2 separate regions of the Sus scrofa genome follow, and region 2 is linked to region 1. The links are chromatin contacts, called in public Hi-C maps. All regions are on one chromosome and are shown on one strand. The core of a region is the stretch at or near the end of the contact, and the rest is flanking DNA. Distances in the headings are between cores, read along the strand shown. Region 1 holds the start of VARS (valyl-tRNA synthetase). Region 2 holds the start of NELFE (negative elongation factor complex member E).

Region 1 (3,237 bases), core at 370-2,869:
GGGAGATAGCAAGTGTGCAAATGTACAACGTATTCCCTTATTTTTCTCCTTCAGTGCTATGAAGAGAAATAAATTAGGTTGAAGGGGACAGAGAATTCCAGAGAAGGGGCTTCTATTCAGACAGGGAAGTCAGGATGTGAGAGAGCAAGCCAGGATCTAAGTCATTCCAGTCATTTCATTCATTCAGTCAAAAAGTACTAAGTATCGGAGTTCCCGTTGTGGCGCAGTGGTTAACGAATCTGACTAGGATCCATGAGGTTGCGGGTTCGATCCCTGGCCTTGCTCAGTGGGTTAAGGATCCGGTGTTGCCGTGAGCTGTGGTGTAGGTTGCAGATGCAGCTCAGATCCGGAGTTGCTGTGGCTGTGGTGTAAGCTGGTGGCTACAGCTCCGATTCGACCCCTAGCCTGGGAACCTCCATATGCTGCAGGAGAGGCCCTAGAAAAGGCAAAAAGACAAAAGAAAACAAAAACAAAAAAATCCAAAAAGTACTAAATATTGAACCTGTGCTCAACATTCTGTGAGGAGATGGTGTTATAAGGACGGTAAGGCACAGACCCACTCTGAAAAGACTTCCGGCTGTAATCTTGTGTGATTTGCTCTCTTTTCCCCTACTTTCCCTCCTCTTCATTGCATTTCTCCCCAGCCAACTGTCATCAGTCCAGGCCTGGTGCCTCTGCACCAGTCTCCTGGTGTTCTACTTCTTTCCCTGGCCCTAGTCTTTTCCTACAATTCAGTAACGTCTAACCTTATCAGTTTCAGATCCATCGAGCCCTCCCTCACTCAGAAACGGCAGAGCATCTGGCATCAGATTATGTGCTCTGACACATCTTTTAATCTTCTCAACATGTCCTCAATTTTCGTTTCCATAGGCATAGGAAGACCAAGGCTCCCGGAGGTCAAGAAAGCTGCCCACGTCTGCCACACCAGATGGCAAGTAGGGGTGACCAGTCTTTTTCTGACATAGTATCTTTCTGGCTCACTGCCCTCTTCGAAATTCCCTCCTGCCCCTCTCCCCCGCTCAGCTTCTTCTCACCTGGGGGTCCTGGGCAGAGCTTCGGAGTCCCAAAGCTGGCAGCGTTGCCCCACAGGCAGCTGGTATTAGCTCCGTGTCTGCGTAACTGACCCACTGCTGGACAAGGACAGCGGCCCGACTACCTCCAGGGCCCCCCAGGCCTGCTGGCCACAGCAGCTGGGCCACGGCCGTGGCTCCCCACACCCAGAGCCCACCGGGCCCCTGCTCCAGGGCGGGCAGGCGGGGTGGGGGAAAGGGAGTCCTGCTGGCCGGGGGCGGCTGAAGACAGACGCGGGGGTGGGCTCCTCCCCATCCTGGACCCTCCCCAGCCTCGCCGTAGCGGGCAGCTATGAGGGCTCGGAGGCTGGGGAAGGCATCGGGGTGAGGAGAGACGTAGAGGATGGACATGGTTGTGCAGGAAGTCCGAACGAGGTGGAAAAACCCTAAGAGAAAAGGGGACAGAGTAAGACCGAGGGACCCGGGGGCTCCTGAGTAGCTCCCCTACCTCAGGCTCCCGAGGCCCCCAGAACTGAGGATCTGATGGGGCCTCAAGATCCGAGGACCCTGCTCTCGGAGTGGCAATGACAGTGGGTAACTCCCCAAGCCCGCGAGCCCTACGGGCGTGGGGAGGCTCGAAAGAGCCTCTCCGCGGCCAGTAGGACGCGGGTTCAGGCCACATGTACCTACTGGAGGGAGATGGTCACACAGAGCCGGGCATCCACCTCATAGCCGGGCGCCGGCCGAAGTTAGACGGGCCTGGCAACCGGGGCTGAGGCGTCCGGCGGGCGGGGATGGTGGGCGGTCCTCCCGGTGACCCTAGATCCCTGCGACAGCCGCCCGGGCAATCTGCGCCCACGTGTTCCCCCCTTTGTGACTACGAGCGTTTCCGGGCCCCGGGGTCCTGGCACGGGCGCCCGTGCCCCGCCTGCGTGTGCCGGCGCTGCCTGGCCGATCTTGGCCCAGGGGTGCGCCGCCCGCCGCAGACTGCGCTCCCGAGGAACCGTGCGGGCCGCGGGCACGGGAGACGGGGTCGGGGAGGACGCGCCGGGAACCGCACTCCCGTCAGGCGCCGCCGCGGGCACCCCGTACGGGTCCTCGGGCGGGGCGGGGTGGGGCGGGGGGGGCGGGGCGGGGCGGGGCGGGAGGGCGGTGCCAGCGGGCCTTCACGCGGCGGCGGCGGAGGGCGGCTCCTGACGCCAACGTGGGTAGGGGTCCGTTTGGCCGAGGTCCTGGTGTCCAGCTTCTCCTTGAGCCTCATTTCCTTCTACGTGGGAGGAGGGAGTCGAATTGGATGGCTTCTAACGGCCCTTCGTCCTGAGAACCCTCATCTGGGGCGGGAACTCTTACTTGCTAAATGAGTTTAGAGTTAATTCCCAGTCACAACTCTCCACAATGAAAGTTGTCACTTGTATTTATATGCAATAGATATTGGGGAAGCACTAGATCCAGCATCAAACGCATTTAGGTGTCTCATTAGCTTCCACCTTAATACAAGGACAGCAAACATTCGCAGGTACAGTATTAGGAAAAGGCTATGGTAGGTAGGCTGCATAGGTAGGGGGCATGCAGTCCAACTGAGGTACGGTTTGTATCAGGAAGAGTGGTAGCCAATACGGACAGGACGGGTTGGGGCCTTGGCTTGGGTAATGAGAGTAACAGGGCTGGGTGAATTCAGCATCCCTTTCCCACTCTCTAGCCCCCTTCCCAAAACACAGAACCAGAACTCGAATTTGCATCATAAATTTTATTCCCGATGCGGGACAGATTCCTTCCATCCCCAGAATGAATCACATGCTACCCTAGAAAGACCTGGGAGATTCTCCCACCTCCAGGGAAGAAGTGAGAAAGGCAGGTGCTGGGGATAGGGAAGGCTTCGCAGTTCCCGGGCTTCCTTTTCCTCCCCTTCTCAATACAGGAGAGTAGCTCTCCATTATTATTACTCTCATCCACTCATCCCTTAAAAAAAACACAAAAACTTTGCTGTGAAAAAAACAACACCTCAAGTATGGGAGGGAGGCATCCTGAGCTGGGACATGAGGCTCAGAATCACCGATGGAAGGAGGGAAAGGGAGGAGCAGCCATCACTGCTTCTGTTGCAGGGCCTCCTTCCTTGCTGCGTCCTGTAGCAACTGTGTGTCAACCTCATCTGCTGGCAACTGCACATAGCGAACCACTGAGCCTCGGATGAAGCAGTTCTTCACTGATAACTGGACAAAGATACACA
Region 2 (3,237 bases), core at 328-2,827, 150 kb after region 1:
TTTTTTTTTTTTTGTCTTTTTGTTGTTGTTGTTGTTGTTGTTGCTATTTCTTGGGCCGCTCCCTCGGCATATGGAGGTTCCCAGGCTAGGGGTTGAGTCGGAGCTGTAGCCACCGGCCTACGCCTGAGCCACAGCAACGCAGGATCCGAGCCGCGTCTGCAACCTACACCACAGCTCACGGCAACGCCGGATCGTTAACCCACTGAGCAAGGGCAGGGACCGAACCCGAAACCTCATGGTTCCTAGTTGGATTCGTTAACCACTGCGCCACGACGGGAACTCCCAGGAATAGTTCTATTTGACGAGGAAGGGCTGCCAAATTAAGGCTCTTTTATAGACAATGTGAAACCACTGGCTTTTGAGAAAAAGAAGGACAGTGTTTTCTGTTTTCAAAGCACCATTTTAATAGAAGTAAAAAAGTCTGTCGAAAAAAGAAACTTGCTGAGAGACGATTACAACAGTCTAGGTGAGCATCAGCAAAGGCCTGACTGCGAGAATACACAGGAAGGAGTAAACAGAAGAAGTTACTTCAAAGGAGGAATCAAGACGACTCGGCAAACATTTGGCTACGCAAATAAGACAGAGACGAGATCTGGATTCCAAACAGCGGGAGAAGTGAATGGAGTCAGTCCTATTTGGAAGACCAAGATTAGAATAGGTAAGACCAGAGCGGCAATATATGAAGGTTATTGGCAAGATACAGATGGAACTAAAAAAAACCAAGCCTGGGATCACCAGTTCTTAGGTGGTACTAAAAGCCGGAGGAAAGGAAGACACCTCCATGGCAGACTATACAGAAAAGAGAGAAAAGCAAGTATCCACCTTGAGAAAGTCCACCCATGAAGGGACACTGAGAGGTGCCATGTCTCTAGGTATGAGCTAGAAGAACCCCCACCCCCCCATCCCCTCACACTCACCCCAGGTGTTCTCAGTGTAGAGTCTTTGAAAGTTTGGGCCATGCCCACACACACTCCCTCACCTTTTTCTTGAGTTTGTTGAATTTCTTCTGCAGAGCCTCCTCCTCCTCGCTCAGTCCGGGGGGTATCACCAACATGGTGGCTCCTGGTTCAGGGGCAGGGCCCAAGACATCTTTCTCCACTGTCACCGCCCAGGGGTCACACGCCGTCCACACTGCACCCAATCCCACCCCTCCAGGCCTGCCTACTCCTGTCTTTTGCCTCTCCCTACCCCTTGCTTAAACCAGCTGCCGTCCAAGCCCCCGCTCGTCGGGATCAACCAGCATTCCCTTCTCTCTCCGGGAATCACGGATACCAGCGCCTTGGGGCACCACGTAGCCCAGGAAGGGAGAAACACCCCCTCCGTCGCGAAGACGATGGCACCAGACCCCCCCTACCTCGCTGGGGTTAGTATGGCATTCGCAGGGTCCGAAAAGCAGAGGAGGCAGTGGAACCCGCGCAGCGCTCTCAGAGCAACGAACAGGGCAAGAAGAGAGAAGGAGCTCGGAAAAAAGGGGCGAAGGGTGAGACGGAGAAGGCCTTACCTGAGGGGGCGGCAACCGGAGCCCCACGGTCTCGGGCGGCGCCCGCGCGGGCAGCGGATCGCTGGCTCGGAGCGATGACGTAGCGAGGGGCGGAGACCGCGGTAACCAAGGCGGCTCGCGGCGCGCACACTTCCGTCCGGCCTCCCACCAGCTTGGGTTCCGCCCCTCGGTAGTGCTCGTCCCCGCCCCCAGCGGGGTGTGTTCCGGAAGTCGCCGCTAGTTCCGCGGGTTTCGGCTCCTCCCTACACTTCCGGGCTGCCCGGCAGCTACCGTGGCTCCAGGATGATGGAGACGGAGCGACTCGGTGAGGGGGCAGAAGGTGGGAAGGAGGAGGAGACAGGGAATGACCCTTGACCCCTGACCTGTGATTTTCCTCCCATAGTGCTGCCTACCCCAGATCCCCTGGATCTGCCCCTCCGCGCCTTGGAGCTAGGATGTACCGGGCGCTGGGAGCTGCTGAATGTGCCTGGGGCTCCAGAGAGCACCGTGAGTGACTTTTAGCTCTAACCTAACCTTGACCCTTATTAATAGGGCTTAAAACCCCTTTCAGCCTTCTCACAGTAGGGTCTAACCTGACCTGGCTCACCTGTCTCTGGACACCTGTCATCCCAGCTTTGGACTGGTGCGGGATGGATCCCAACCCAGTCGACCTGCAGTGCGTCAGAGCCCATGAGAAGACAGAGCAGGGAGCCCTGGGGATAACTTTAGCTCTGAGAACTGCTCTTTCCAGTGGGTCTTTTCTCCCTGGCATCTTCTTCTGTCTCCAAGCACCAGGGCACTTGTTGGTGGCTGATAGGTCAGCCCTTGAGCACCTTCGGTTTTTCATCCTTAGGTCTGGGGCTCCTTTTCCTAAAACTAGTGATTATCAGAATCTGTGTGCCTCATGATTAGAGGGGGAGCTTTCCTAAATTAGAAATTCTTAGGTCCATCTCCAGAAATTCTTTAATCCAAAATCTATATTATTAAACAGCTCTCCAGATAATTCAGTTGCAGGTCAGTTTTTCCTATAAAGTAGGACAACCTTTGGAAACTATTGCTTCAGCCTAATTGTCCTAGCCTGTATGGGACACCTACCATTTCTGATCTAAACATGAAGCCCGTCACCATCTCTTTTGTCTGTGTCTTACTCTCTTTCCTTGCCTCATGCCTCTCGTCTTGCCCTGTTCCAGCTTCCCCACGGCCTCCCACCCTGTGCCCCAGATCTGCAGCAAGAAGCAGAACAGTTGTTTCTGTCCTCTCCAGCCTGGCTGCCTCTGCATGGTGTGGAGCACTCAGCCCGGTGAGGAGTCTAGAGGGGCCTGGACTAGGGGAAATGGGTTCCTGAAGGAAGTTGAGACAGAGGAGAAAGAGCTGAAAATTTCTTTCTGTCCAGAAAATGGCAGAGGAAGATGGATCCCTGGTCTCTCCTGGCCGCACTGGGGGCCCCAGTCCCCTCCGACCTGCAGGCCCAAAGACACCCAACCACAGGCCAGATACTAGGCTACAAGGAGGTAAGAGGTCAGGGGCCACAAGAAGCAGAGTTGGGAAGTGGGGGGGGTGGGGTGGGGGGGTGGCGGCCGGAGCGGGGGGTTGTCAGAGGCCAACTCAGCCTCACTGGCGCTCTGATCTCTTGCCTCAGGTCCTGCTAGAGAATACAAACCTGTCGGCCACAACCTCCTTATCTCTTCGCCGGCCACCAGGGCCCGCCTCCCAGTCCCTGTGGGGGAATCCAACACAGTACCCTTTTTGGCCAGGTG

What was found. A called contact is a pair of places that touch in the nucleus more often than the background predicts.
Region 2: a Hi-C map of liver shows a contact between it and region 1, with 10 times the contacts expected there. The contact joins the promoter of NELFE here to the promoter of VARS in region 1. A contact is called at or near these places in 5 of 47 Hi-C or Micro-C datasets (embryonic fibroblasts, fetal heart ventricle, liver and 2 more) and 1 of 2 datasets of contacts at active chromatin or transcription factors (alveolar macrophages).

The regions. Positions count from the first base shown.
Region 1 is chr7:23,897,646-23,900,882 of Sscrofa11.1, forward strand. VARS (valyl-tRNA synthetase) reads right to left here and starts at 1,620. Exons shown (of 33, transcript NM_001195378.1): 1 at 1,035-1,620. The coding sequence starts at 1,421. LSM2 (LSM2 homolog, U6 small nuclear RNA and mRNA degradation associated) reads right to left here. Exons shown (of 5, transcript NM_001123136.1): 5 at 2,740-3,220. The coding sequence ends at 3,095.
Region 2 is chr7:24,045,324-24,048,560 of Sscrofa11.1, forward strand. It overlaps NELFE (negative elongation factor complex member E), which reads right to left and starts at 1,578. Exons shown (of 11, transcript NM_001101825.1): 1 at 1,502-1,578; 2 at 980-1,062. The coding sequence starts at 1,054. SKIV2L (Ski2 like RNA helicase) reads left to right here and starts at 1,693. Exons shown (of 28, transcript NM_001101817.1): 1 at 1,693-1,805; 2 at 1,884-1,987; 3 at 2,671-2,780; 4 at 2,874-2,991; 5 at 3,120-3,234. The coding sequence starts at 1,784.